Linked DNA regions of Sus scrofa: all the other regions are linked to region 1. A link is a contact called in public Hi-C and HiChIP or PLAC-seq data. All regions are on one chromosome and are shown on one strand. The core of a region is the stretch at or near the end of the contact, and the rest is flanking DNA. Distances in the headings are between cores, read along the strand shown.

Evidence for each region. A called contact is a pair of places that touch in the nucleus more often than the background predicts. HiChIP or PLAC-seq counts read pairs in DNA pulled down with a chosen protein or histone mark.
Region 2: a contact with region 1 is called in a Hi-C map of liver, with 7 times the contacts expected there. The contact joins two enhancer-like sites. A contact is called at or near these places in 1 of 5 promoter capture datasets (liver), 4 of 47 Hi-C or Micro-C datasets (embryonic fibroblasts and liver) and 1 of 2 datasets of contacts at active chromatin or transcription factors (skeletal muscle).
Region 3: an H3K27ac HiChIP or PLAC-seq map of skeletal muscle shows a contact between it and region 1. The contact joins two enhancer-like sites. A contact is called at or near these places in 3 of 47 Hi-C or Micro-C datasets (fibroblasts and liver) and 1 of 2 datasets of contacts at active chromatin or transcription factors (skeletal muscle).

The regions. Positions count from the first base shown.
Region 1 is chr2:44,937,455-44,941,824 of Sscrofa11.1, forward strand. All of the region lies in intron 1 of RRAS2 (ras-related protein R-Ras2), which reads left to right. Among named protein-coding and RNA genes, the nearest start is that of RRAS2, 50 kb to the left of the region's middle. Within about 2 kb of position 1,582, at least 26 of the 83 cell types and tissues checked have an H3K27ac peak or open chromatin away from gene starts, as enhancers often do. A contact at or near this core is called in liver, where this site is marked.
Region 2 is chr2:44,867,971-44,872,325 of Sscrofa11.1, forward strand. No RefSeq gene overlaps it. Among named protein-coding and RNA genes, the nearest start is that of RRAS2, 20 kb to the right of the region's middle. Within about 2 kb of position 2,346, at least 7 of the 83 cell types and tissues checked have an H3K27ac peak or open chromatin away from gene starts, as enhancers often do. A contact at or near this core is called in liver, where this site is marked.
Region 3 is chr2:44,826,806-44,830,870 of Sscrofa11.1, forward strand. No RefSeq gene overlaps it. Among named protein-coding and RNA genes, the nearest start is that of RRAS2, 61 kb to the right of the region's middle. Within about 2 kb of position 1,881, at least 21 of the 83 cell types and tissues checked have an H3K27ac peak or open chromatin away from gene starts, as enhancers often do.

The DNA.
Region 1 (4,370 bases), core at 332-2,831:
CTCTTCTCATTCTTCTTGGGCCAGATGACTCTGCTTAGGAGGTTAGAACTCAGTGTCAGTAATGGCTCAGGAGCATATTTCAGTGGTAGCTTTTGTGCCCTGGTCTCTGGACCTAAACACAGATTAGAATTCCCTGGGGAAATGAGCATCTAATAACTAACTTAGAAACAAACTTTTTTAATAGAACCGTATTGTAAGTTGACTTTGTATCATACTTTTTCTTATTGCATACCAGGCCCATTGATTTGCAACCAGATACTTTGCTTGAGGTGTGTATGTCATCACTGAGATTGCACAGAAGTCATGTGAAAGGCACATGGTGGCTTTAGACAGTCTGAGACAATTAGCAACATTGACTGAAGACCTAACTTTTGTTAAAAAGAAACTAAAGGGATTACTGGATTTAGGGTTGCTTTCATTATTCTGTTAGAATTCTGGAGGATAAATTATGGAGATCTCTCTAATTAAACATGTCAGATTAAATGAAGTACTAATTTCAGTCAGGAAAAAATATGTACTTGAATGAAGGAATATCAAGCATATTGGAAACATTTGACATCAAAATAAGGGAGGGTGTTGTAGGGAACAAAGGTTCTCTGTGACTTGACAGCTGCTGTTAAAAAGTGACACCAGGAAGAGCCCGGCTCTGGCTCACAGCTGCCTGAAGTTGCTGTAGTTTTCTCTAGTGTTACCAGAGGAATTCGCACTGCTCCTGTTTTAGCAAATAGAGGCCACTGATGGCTAATCAGGTCCTCATTGTACTCTGGGAAATCAATTCCTAAGTCCCCATTACAAGCTTCATAATTCTGGGTTTCCCAACAGCAGATATTTTGAGGCTCTAACTATGTATGTGCAAGGTTTCTGGGTGTTAGTGGGTCTTGAGTGGAATGAGGTGAAGAAAGCTCAGGATTCAAAAGGATCTCATATCCTCTTCCCTTAATCGGACCCTTCCTGAAGTACTTAATGTGCTGGCTCCAGATTTAAAAAAATAATAATAATTTTGGGAGTTCCTGTTGTGGCTCAGCGGTAACGAACCCAACTGGTATCCGTGAGGATGTGGGTTTGATCCCTGGCCCCCTTCAGTGGGCTAAGGATCTGGTGCTGGCTGTGAGCTGTGGTGTAGGTTGCAGATGTGGCTCAGATCCTGCGTTGCTGTGGTATATGTAGGCTGGCGGCTGTAGCTCTGTTTCGAGCCTTAGCTTGGGAACTTAGACGTGCTGCAGGTGTGGCCCTAAAAAGTCTCTCTCTCTATATGTATATACAAAAGTAGATTAGTGTAATATATACTCATCACATTACCCAGATTCAGTAGTTACCAAGGTTTCCCACACCGTTTAATATGTTTCCTTCTGCTCTTTCCCTTTCCTCTCCTCTCTCTGCTCCTCACGTGTTTAGAGGACTCCTGATGAGAATCTCACTGTGCTCAGAAATGCCCTGTCGTTTGTTTATAACTCCCCAGGGGCACCTTGGGTCTAGCCTCCTGTCCTTTTTATATGCAAGCCTAGTGGACTTTAACCAGTGAGCTGGGTTTGCTGAGTTTCCCAGAATCTCCAGTAAATTACCCTGCCAGAGTGTGGACCAGGCACCACTTTGTGGCAGTGCTTGGGAACTGCACTTTCACCAGCAGCTTGGTGTCCGGAGACAGTGCCTTGTCATTCCTGCCCACTAAAGGTTGAAGTTGCGTCAGCTCAGTCCCTTTCCTCCCTGGACCCCTCCTTATCTTCCTTAAGGCAGCTTCTTTGAATGGGAAGAGAAGGAAATGGCAATTCTCTTAAGCCAGGTGGAGCTCCTGTTGTGCAACCTAGTGGCGTATATGTGGGACTGACATTCCCAGCTATCACTATTGTGTTATTAAGGACTTTGGACAGCTTTACTCAGACCAGATTTTATCAAGGAAATAGATCTCCCTATCTGCATGGGAGAGATTTCCTAATCTTAAACATTTCTCCATAACTCCCAACAACCTTAAAAGGACTTAGGTCCTTTTGCCTGTCTTTCCAACTGGAAGACATCTCAGCTTTTGAAAGGGGGCATTCCCTTTCTGGCTGAGATCCTTTTCCATTATGCTTTCCTGTGACTTCAAGAAAGCACATTACTTTCTCCACCCCAACCCTCATTCCCACTTTCCTTAGACTGAACTCTGGTTCACTGTCCTTTCCTGCCCTTGCCTTGAGCTGCTGCTGTCTTCCGCAGTGGAATACTGTCCTTGTTTTCCCCCACCCCGCCTTGCTTTATGTTTATAAGTGAAAGTACACACAGTTCCTATGTAGGACTGCAGTATTAACTGCTTACATTTTGTTGCGTTCTGAACAAGCATGGTATTGGAATTTCATGCTCTCTCTGTTCTTTGGTATGATTAATATTCCCCCCATTTCCCTTGCCCCAAATTATAGCACAATTACTAGATGTTGTATAAAAAGCAATGGGTTTTGTAAAAGTAGGGACCTTGTCCCTCTGATGCCTCATGAGTGATTGTTAAACAAAAGAATGAAACCAAGAGAATGAGCAATCAGCTGAAGGGTTTCAGGTAGTGAAAAATAGCACTGAATGGCGAACACAGTCACCCTGGAGGGCCCTGCCCAAACTGGAGGGCTTTGCAAACTATGTAAAGAAAGGGATGCATCCGCTAAGCAACTGGGAACCATTTACATGTTTTATAGAGAGAGGTATAATTTGTATATGTACAAAGAAGTGCACACATCTTAAATGTACAGCTTGATGAGTTTTTACATATGTATATACTGTGTTATTACTGCTCAGACCCAGAAGATATTTCCAGGTCCTGATGAAGAACTTTTATCCTGATTCACATTTTGGATACCAAGTCCAAGGTTGATCAGTGGTATGACTAGGATTGGAATTACAGTAGGTGTTCCTGGCATTAGCAAATCTTTTTTTTTTGGTCTTTTTGTCTTTTCTAGGGCCGCACCTTCGGCATATGGAGGTTCCCAGGCTAGGGGTCTAATCGGAACTGTAGCCACCGGCCTACGCCAGAGCCACAGCAACGTGGGATCCGGTTCCTAGTCTGATTCGTTAACCGCTGAGCCACGACAGGAACTCCAGCAAATCTTTTTACTTGAATAAAAATGCTAGTTCATACCATCTAACAGCATGGCAAAAACAATACACTGGTTATTATGGTTAACATTTATTAGTCATCAACATGTCTTGGCACTTTATATTCATTACTTTATTTTATTTGTTCCGTGAGGTTTTGTTACTGTCCTGTTTTACAGGTGCTGAAGGTTAGAGAGTTAAAGTAATTTGCCTCAAGTCCATCACTAAAAAGGAGCAGTTAGAAGTAAATCCAGGACTGTTCGTCACCAGAGATTGATCTTGTTGGTGATCTGCTGCCTCTAGTATCTGATACCCGAGTTTAAGTAGCAAAAATGTTATTTCTTTGTGGTAGGAGGTGACAGTTTTATCTTTGTTACCTGCACACAATGAATTTTTTTTTTTAAGGCATATTATGACCTGTAGCTTATTAGAATTATGAGAGGGAAAGGGATCTTTGGCTCTGTGACAGGCCCTGGAGTGATGTTTGTTAAGGTTTTTGTGAGGAAAGATGATGCTTTCCATCAGGATGGCTCTTTATTTTGTTTTTTTTTTTTGTCTTTTTGCCTCTTCTAGGGCTGCACACGCGGCATATGGAGGTTCCCAGGCTAGAGGTCTAATCGGAGCTGTAGCCACCGGCCTACATCAAGCCATAGCAACTCGGGGATCCGAGCCACGTCTTTGAGCTACACCACAGCTCATGGCAATGCTGGATCCTTAACCTACTGACCAAGGTCAGGGATCGAAGCTGCAACCTCATGGTTCCTAGTCAGATTCGTTAACCACTGCGCCACGATGGGAACTCCCAGGATGGCTCTTTAAAATCTACATGTAGCAAGGTTTCTTCATATTTCGAAAATAGGACACAACAAAGGTGAAATGTGGACCCAAATATCCAGAAATTTCAGCAATTAATTTGTCTCTAAAATTAATGAGTGGAATAAATGCATACCACTGTTAGCGGAATGACAAAATTCTTATAACATTAAGGTTATATTTTAAAGGCTAAAACATCCAAAGAAACAAGAAACTTCCACAGTCACAAAAAGGTAAAACGGTTATTTTAATGGCCCTCAAATTTGCTTAAACCAGCAATCCTTTATATATGTTATTTTCTTAATTTGGTGTCACAGTGGAAAAAACCCCTTTGCATTGAAAGAATTCTAGCTATTTTGCATGACTTGGACATTTGAAAAGATGTATTTAATATTTGTCCATTGTGTTTTTAGACAAATTGTGAGAGACATTTTGGCACATTTAGCCATAAACTGGGAGTAGTTGATAAAATTTAGGTTTTACAAGATGGATGCATGGCA
Region 2 (4,355 bases), core at 1,096-3,595, 69 kb before region 1:
TAACACTAGAGCAGTAATAATGAATTCCTCAAAAGAAGTATAATCTGTAAACTCCCTTCTCTGACAAATCAGTTTGGTTATTTGCCCATGTTCCTGTCCATATACAAAGAGTATTTTTGCATGATTGTGTTTATACCTACCTTAGGTTATTATAATTCCCAGGAATGCATACTCACACAGGCTTCAGGATCTAATTTAGCTAAGAGGGAAAAGAGTTCCACTAAAATTCAGCAAAGGGGGCTAGAGCACAGTAAGGCTTGTTGGACTGGAGCTGGAAAAGCTCTTCTGGATCTAAGGCGGTTTTCCAGAACTCAGTAGGGCTTTCTGTTCTCCACACTAATGCTCACTAATGTCATCTACCTCAGATAGCTATTCTTTGTGCTTTTGCTTCTTTCCATGTCTTTCTCTTTCTCTCCATTCCCCGGGCTAATTTCCTCCCACTCTACTCTGTAACCTTTCTCGCCTAATATTCCCTGATTCCTGACAACACTCATGTTTGCAGCCTCTTATTCCCATACTGGACTTCAAAAATCGACAATATCCTTTATGCTTCAGCCCCTGATATGGCTTGCCTGATTCTCTTAGTATTCCCCAGTTCCAATTCCAAATGATGAGAAACCTATTGGACCAGTTTTCTCCTGTGTGAGCAGAATTTTGCAGGAAAGGATCTCAGCCCCTCCCTCCCCTCCAGCCAATGGGCTGCACGGAGAGGAGGGGTCATAGAGCCCAGAACATGGGTGTTTGGGCCACTCTGCTCAGCAGGTGCTGTGGGTGATACATACATAACTGAATCACTGCTATACACCTGAAACATTGAACATCAACTAAACTTAAAAAAAAAAAAAAAGCTAAGGAAAAGGAACCCAACTCCAGTGAAACTAAACAAAAAAGAATGATAGTGGCTATGGTAGGTACCTGGGTTTTTATGTATAGTACAATGATGTAGATAAAATTATCTAATATAGTGTTTGAATTATTATGTCGTAAGCATATAAAAACTACATACTTATCCAGCTTAATATGGGTATAATAGTTCATTGAGTGGGTAGACTGCAATTTATTTAAGCAATCTCCTATAGTTAGATATTTAAATTTAGTGGTTTTTGTTTAAAAAAAAGCAATTTGGAAAATTCTGTAATGAACAACTTATCAGTATATATTTTTACTTTTTTGGACTTTTCCTCTTGAGTGTATCAATTCGTACTGTTTTTAGCTGCAAGGAAGAGAAGGCACCTCTAAATGGCCTTTAAAATAGGCGGTTATCTTTCTTTCTTTCTTTCTTTTTTTTATTGCTTTTTAAGGCCATACCCACAGCATATGGAGGTTCCCAAGCTAGGGGTCCAATTGGAGCTACAGCTGCCGGCCTATATCACAGCCACAGCAAGGCCAGATCCAAGCCTCATCTTTGACCTAAACCAGAGCTCACAGCAACACCGGATCCTTAACCCACTGAGTGAGGCCAAGGTTCCTAGTCAGATTTGATTATTTGCCCATGTTCCTGTCCACATACAACCTCATGGTTCCTAGTCAGATTTGTCTCCACTGCACCACAACAGGAACTCCTGGGGGGTTATCTTTCTAATATAACAAGATATTTGGAGGCAAATGACTGCTGGCTTTGGGTCCCTTGGCCTTTGGCCTTTTTCTCATGTTCATGTTCTCAGAATGGCTGCTGAAGCTCTAATCATAACATCAGCATCCAAGGTAGAAAGAAGAGAGAGGTAATGCGGATCACATCGTCATTGTGTTTTTCTCAACCCAGATTCACCCCAAGTAGACGTAGATTTGTGTCTCTCTGGCTAGAACTGTGTTGCAAGGTCACCCCTACCTGAAAGGGAGGCTACAAGAGCATTTTTCAGACTTCCTTATTTGGAGGCAGTGAGGAAGAAAAGAGATGGCATTGTGCCTTCCTGGTGCTTCCGAGGGCTTCTCAAATGTGTACAAGCTTCAGAAATGTTCCTGCAAATGACATCTTGCCTGGAAGCCTATTTGGAAATACAGGTGCAAGTGGAGTTTCTATAGTTGAAGTGAGGATGGGGCTTGTAGCTCTGTGCGGTCAGTAGCCCATCACCCGGAGCAATTATTTCCCGCTTTCCAGATGTCAATATCATCTTGCAATATGTACCCAGCTCTTCCGTTTGGAGGACTTGCCATATGTGTGGAGACTTGGGAGAGGGTTCCCATCTCCCATTGGGAAGCCAAAGGCCAATATTCTTCACTCTTACCTCCTGCTTTCTTGCAAAACTCAAGGCATGTGATTTGGGTTCAGTCAATCAGGCATTCTTTCCTGTGTCTTTGAATCAGGAGCATGTGACAGTGTGGAGGTGACTGAGGTCATTTTCCTCTCAGCAGCAGGGCCACATGCACCAGACTCTTCCTGTCTCTGGCATGTGGTGTGATTCTAGCTGTCTAGCCCTCTGGAATTCTCTTATTTTCCTGCCTGTTTTCAGAACTTCCCTGTATAGCTTCCAAGAGATTCTGTGAATCTCTGAGTTTTTTCAGTGCATTGACCTTTGGCTTAAGGTAGCCACAGTGTTTGTTTTGTTTTTGTTTTTCTAGGGCTGCACCCATGGCATATGGAGGTTCCCAGGCTAGGGGTCTAATCAGAGCTGTAGCTGCCAGCCTACACCACAGCCTCAGCAACACGGGATCCGAGCCGCGTCTGCAACTTACACCACAGCTCGTGGCAATGCCGGGTCCTTAACCCACTGGGCGAGGCCAGGGATCAAACCCACAACCTCATGGTTCCTAGTCGGATTCACTGCGCCACAACAGGAACTCCTAGCCAGGGTTAATATCTCCTGCTTATAGCTTGAAACCCTGGCCAAAACATACCTTTCCTAAGAGTCCCACAGAAAATTCTGTGGAATTTCTAGGGTTGCAAGGATCATAGTTTAAAATCTGCTACCTTAGGAATAATCCCTTGGACTGGAATTAAGGGACAAAGTACAAAGAGTTTAAAGTTTCTTGATCATTACCGCCAAAGAGGGTTTCAAAAGAATGGTGTAAATTTACTCAGCCACAAGCACTGAGTATTCTCATTGTTTTATTTTTTGCTAGTATAATGGCAGGGAAATGGTTCCTATAAATGTTTTAATTTGCACATACTTGAAAACATGAAGCTAAACACATTTCCTTATGTTGCCTTATGGTTGTATTTCTATTTATGGAAAAAGTCTGTTTATTCAAGCTTTAATTTTTTTCTTTTTATGATAACTACATATAAATTATATATTACTTCTTTGAAAACTTACTGCAAACACTTTTCTATTTTATCTTCCTCTTGTTACTTTTCTTTGTACAGAAGCTTCATATTTTTGTGTAGTAAAATCTGTTCATCTTTTCCTTTGTGATTTCTTCTTTTGCTTCAATGCTTGAAAGTTACTATTCATCCAAAGATCTGATAAATAGCTAATTCAATTTCCTGCCTGTTTTTCTATGATTTGGCTTTTATATATTTTACTCTTTTATCCAGCCGAGATATATTTTTAAGTATTGTACAAAGGTATGAATCTAAATGATCACACTGGGTTTTAGATTGATATACTTTTGTGAATAAGCCAAGCCTCTGGGTTTTTATTTTGCTTTGTTTTTGGGTTTTAGTAATACAAGGAATATTGTCCAGGGGGGCTGGGGCTTGTTATTGAGAGAAATGGGAATAAAATGGAGCAAGAACTTTCAGACAATAGAGGTAGAAACAGAGAGAGCAAACGACTGAAACAGAGACAGAAAAGCTAAAATAGAGACTGAAAAAGAAACAAAGAGAAGTGAAGACTCATGGAGAAAAGATAGTCTCTTCAGCAAGACATATTGGGGAAGCTGGACACCCATATATAAACCAATGAAGTTAGAACACTCCTTTATACCATATACAAAAAATAAACTCAAAATGGCTTTAAGGCTGAAATATAGGATGACACCATAAAACTCCTAGAAGAGAACATAAGCAAAACAGTATCTGACATAAATGGTACCCATGTTTTTGTAGGTCAGTCTCCCAAGGCAACAGAAATAAAAGCAAAAGTAAACAAATGGAACCTAGTCAGACTTAGCTTTTGGGCAATAAAGGAAACCATAAACAAAACAAAAAGATAACCTACAGACTAGGAGAAAATATTTGCAATTATGAGACCGACAAGAGCTTAATTTCCAAAATATACAAACAGCTCATACAATGCAATAACAAAAAATAACCCAATCGAAAAATGAGCAGAAGACCTAAATAGACATTTCTCCAAAAAAGGCATACTGATGGGAAATAGGCACATGAAAAGATACTCAGATCAGTAATTATTAGAATAATTCAAATCAAAACTACAATGAGGAAGTTCCCGTTATGGTGCAGTGGAAACGAA
Region 3 (4,065 bases), core at 631-3,130, 110 kb before region 1:
TTCATCTTCTTAACCCCTGTACATTTAATGGAGGCACCTAATTCTTGACTAGTTTATCTCCTAAATATCTCCTTTCTTTCTGTAGCTTAGTATGTACAAGGCTCTTCACAGTCTGCCTCCAGACTCCCTTTCAGCCTCCTGATCTTCCCAAATGTATTATCACCAAAGGCAGCATCCCCTTTGCCTTTATTTATTTATTTATTTGTCTTTATAGGGCCGCACCCACAGCATATGGAGGTTCCCAGGCTAGGGGTCTAATCGGAGTTGTTGCTGCTGGCCTATGCCAGAGCCACAGCAATGCCAGATCCGAGCCGCGTCTGCAACCTACACCACAGCTCACAACACTGCCGGATCCTTACCCACTGAGCCAGGCCGGGGATCGAATCCACAACCTTATGGTTCCTAGTTGGATTTGTTTCCGCTGTGCCACGACAGGAACTCCCCCTTTGCCTTTTTACATGCTCTTCTTTCTCTCTGGAAAGCACTTCTCCAGTTTCTGTCTGACAAATGCCTTCTCATGTTTCAAGATACAGCTTAAATGTCCAGTTCCTCAGTGAACCTTTCCCTGGAACCCCTCAAGAAGCACATCTTCCTACTCTTCTCATGTCCTGGCAGTTCCTTCACTCATCTATCACAGCACTTGTCACAGTGGCCTGAGGTTATGCATTTACCTCTGTTTCTCCTACTAGACTGTGCACTCTTCTTACTCCTTATTATGTTCTTATCTCTCTAACAAGGGCTCAGCATAGTAGTTCTCAGTAAGCATTCAGTAAGTGCACGCACCGAACATGCAATTGTGCTCAATAAGTGTTGGTATCATACTTGGTTTCCTAGCTGAGGTCCACAGCCGACTTCGGAGTGCCCCTTAAGCTCTCTGTATTGTATGTGAAACTGTATGTTTTGAGGGTATTTTACTAAAAAAAGATCCATTCTAGTCAACATATTTTCAGAGGGGGCCTCTACCTTAGAGAAAAACTGGGCCAGTAAGTTGTTTTTAGATTTTGTTTGTTTTTTGCTTTTTAGGGCTGCACCTGTGGCATATGGAAGTGCCCAGGCTAGAGGTTGAAGCAGAGATGTAGCTGCCAGCTTATGCCACAGCCACCGCAAAGCAGGATCCAAGCTGTGTCTGCGACGTACACCAGAGCTCACGGCAACACCAGATCGCCAACCCACTGAGCGAGGCTAGGGATTGAACCCACATCCTCATGAATACTAGTTGGATTTGTTTCAACAAGAACCCCTAGTAAGCTGTTTTTAGAAACCAGAGCTTAAAGTTCATCTTGGAAATGGGATGACTTTCTGCTCAACTCACATCACTCAGTCCTATGAAAGAGCTGGAGGAGGCTATGTAGTAGCTCTCCACTGCAGGCAGGGCCATTCAAAAGGCTGACTTCTCAAGGCACAGGAACCTCCTCTGTCCTCCCCACCTCTCTCTTTTCTCTCTCTGACTCTCCTCCTTCCCTTCCTCCCTCCCTTTCCCTCTCTCTCAAGCTTTCACACTCATGAGCACACATACCAGGATGAATGCAAACTCAAAATTCAAATACAGACACATCTCTACATATACACAACATGCACACCCACAAACACACAGCCAGCCACACATCCACACATTCACCTGCACACACGGAGATACACATGTACACACAAACCAGCCACATATAAATAGGCAGCCTGAGTGGCACACAACCTCACCCACGTATGCTCCATATGTAACTGCATGCATGCACACAGCCATGCATGTGAGAATCCAGGACCTGGCTCCCGCCCTCCCTCCCGCAGAGATCAAGCGCTGCCCCTGGCATCAGGCCGGGGAGACAGCCGAGTGGAGCCATCTGTCAGGCTGAGGTTCCTGCGCCGCCCATCCTGCCTGAGCTCAGACGGTCGGCATGCCAGGCATGCAGCCTTGCTCTTCTCTCTGGCTGAATCATGCTGAGTGAGCTGGGCCGGCCAGAGTTTATCAAATCAGAACAGAATTTTGGCACAACAGATGACTTGTGAGCTTGGCATGTGTGGGCCTGGGAGGTGGAGACCTGTAGGGGGAAGAAGGAGGAGTGGAGGTGAGGAGAGAGGGAAATTACTTGTCAACTTATGGTGAGATGGTGGAGAATGGAGTTCAAGAGGCTCTATGGCAAGGGAACTGGATAGAAAGTAGGAAAACCTGATTCAAATTCCAGCTCTGGCTCTTAGTAGCCACATGACTTTGAATGTGTTAAATTACCTCTTTGAGCTTTGGTTTCTTCTATAAAATTGACCTAACAGAATTATCTCACTCATAGGGTTTACAACAGAATTTTATGAGATGCGACTTATGAATTAGTACGGTGTGTGGCACATGGCGGCACTTAATAAACAGTGACTACTGTAGTCAGAGAACGTGAGAGTTCAAAGATCATGGAGACCAGCAGCCCAGCCTGACCAGCCCTTTTAACTCACTATCCCATCCCCACTAGTTCTGGGGACCACAGCATGGTTTCCAGTCTTCCTCTGAAAACCAAACACCCAGTCCACCTTGCACCGCACTGGCCTCTGGTATGGCTTCCTCGCACTCCCCTCCTGAATCTGAGAATTGACACTGCCCCTCTGATACTAACCTTCACCTCTCCACACCCACCTCAGGCTGCTTCTGCCCCTGGCACCTCCGCCCATGCAGCTCCCACCACTCCCATTATCTGATTTGGGTAATAGTAATAATGATATTAGCAATACCTGGAGTTTATTAAGCCCTCACTCATGGAATTTCTTTCTTTTCTTTTTTTTTTTTTTCTGTCTTTTTGCTATTTCTTTGGGCTGCTCCCGCGGCATATGGAGCTTCCCAGGCTAGGGGTCTAATTGGAGCTGTAGCCACTGGCCTACGCCAGAGCCACAGCAACGAGGGATCTGAGCCGCGTCTGCAACCTACACCACAGCTCACGGCAACGCCAGATCCTTAACCCATTGAGCAAGGGCAGGGACCGAACCCGCAACCTCGCAACCTCATGGTTCCTAGTCTGATTCGTTAACCACTGCACCACGACGGGAACTCCTCATGGAATTTCTTAAGCCCTCATGTGCCAAAAATTGGCAAAGGAAATCCAATTTAACCCTGACAACAATGTTATAAAGTAAATACTATTATCATCCCTATTTTACAACTGAAGAAACCAAGGTACCAAAAGAATAAGCAATTGGCCCAATGTAACTCATTGATTGAATGTAAGACATTGATTGTAAATCATACTATTGTCTCTTATACAGAGACACTGGCAATTGTACCATGTTACAGTGCTAAAATGCTTTGATGCAGAGATGTTTAACATAAGGGGTGAGGGGTGGGAGTGTACCTTACAGAGTCAGTGAAACACAGTAGTTGTACTGGAGCCAAGATTTGACCTCTGGAATTCTGACTCTATATCCTGCACCACACTTTACTGCCCTCAAACTCACATGTATTAAGCCCTCTGTGGAACAGACACTGTACCAAATTCTTAATATACATTTCATGATCTCATTCAGATCTCGTTAACCATCCTATTAGGTCGAAACTGTTTTCTACTTTGTTTTACAGATGAGGAAGCTAAAGCTCTAAGTTATATCATTTGTCTGAATTACCAACGTAAGTCATGAAACTGAGATGCAAAACCAGGCCTATCTGACTTCAGAGTCTTTACTCTTAGCCATCATGCCTGTCAGATGCCTTCTCTCAGACTATGTGGTTGTTCCCAGAGTTTTATCCAGAGGTCTCCTCAGGCTGCTCTGGGGCTGTCATAGCAGTTGTCTTTTGGTGATTTCCAACATTAGAAGTGGTTTTGCTATGAGTGGGTGGTAAGTGGGTGGGGGACACTGACCTGAGCTGAAGGGCAGAACACCGGGCGTCCTCTGGGTGAGATGACCTCTCAGCAGGGCCTTCTTGCACTGGGCCTTACTTACCCCACTGCTAACATGGGGAGAATAAGCTTACTCCTGGACCTATCAAAATGAGTATATTCTTTTTTCAAATCGTCTTTTTTTTTTTTTTTTTTTTGTCTTTTTGCCATTTCTTGGGTCACTCCAAGAAATGGCACGGCATATGGAGGTTCCCAGGCT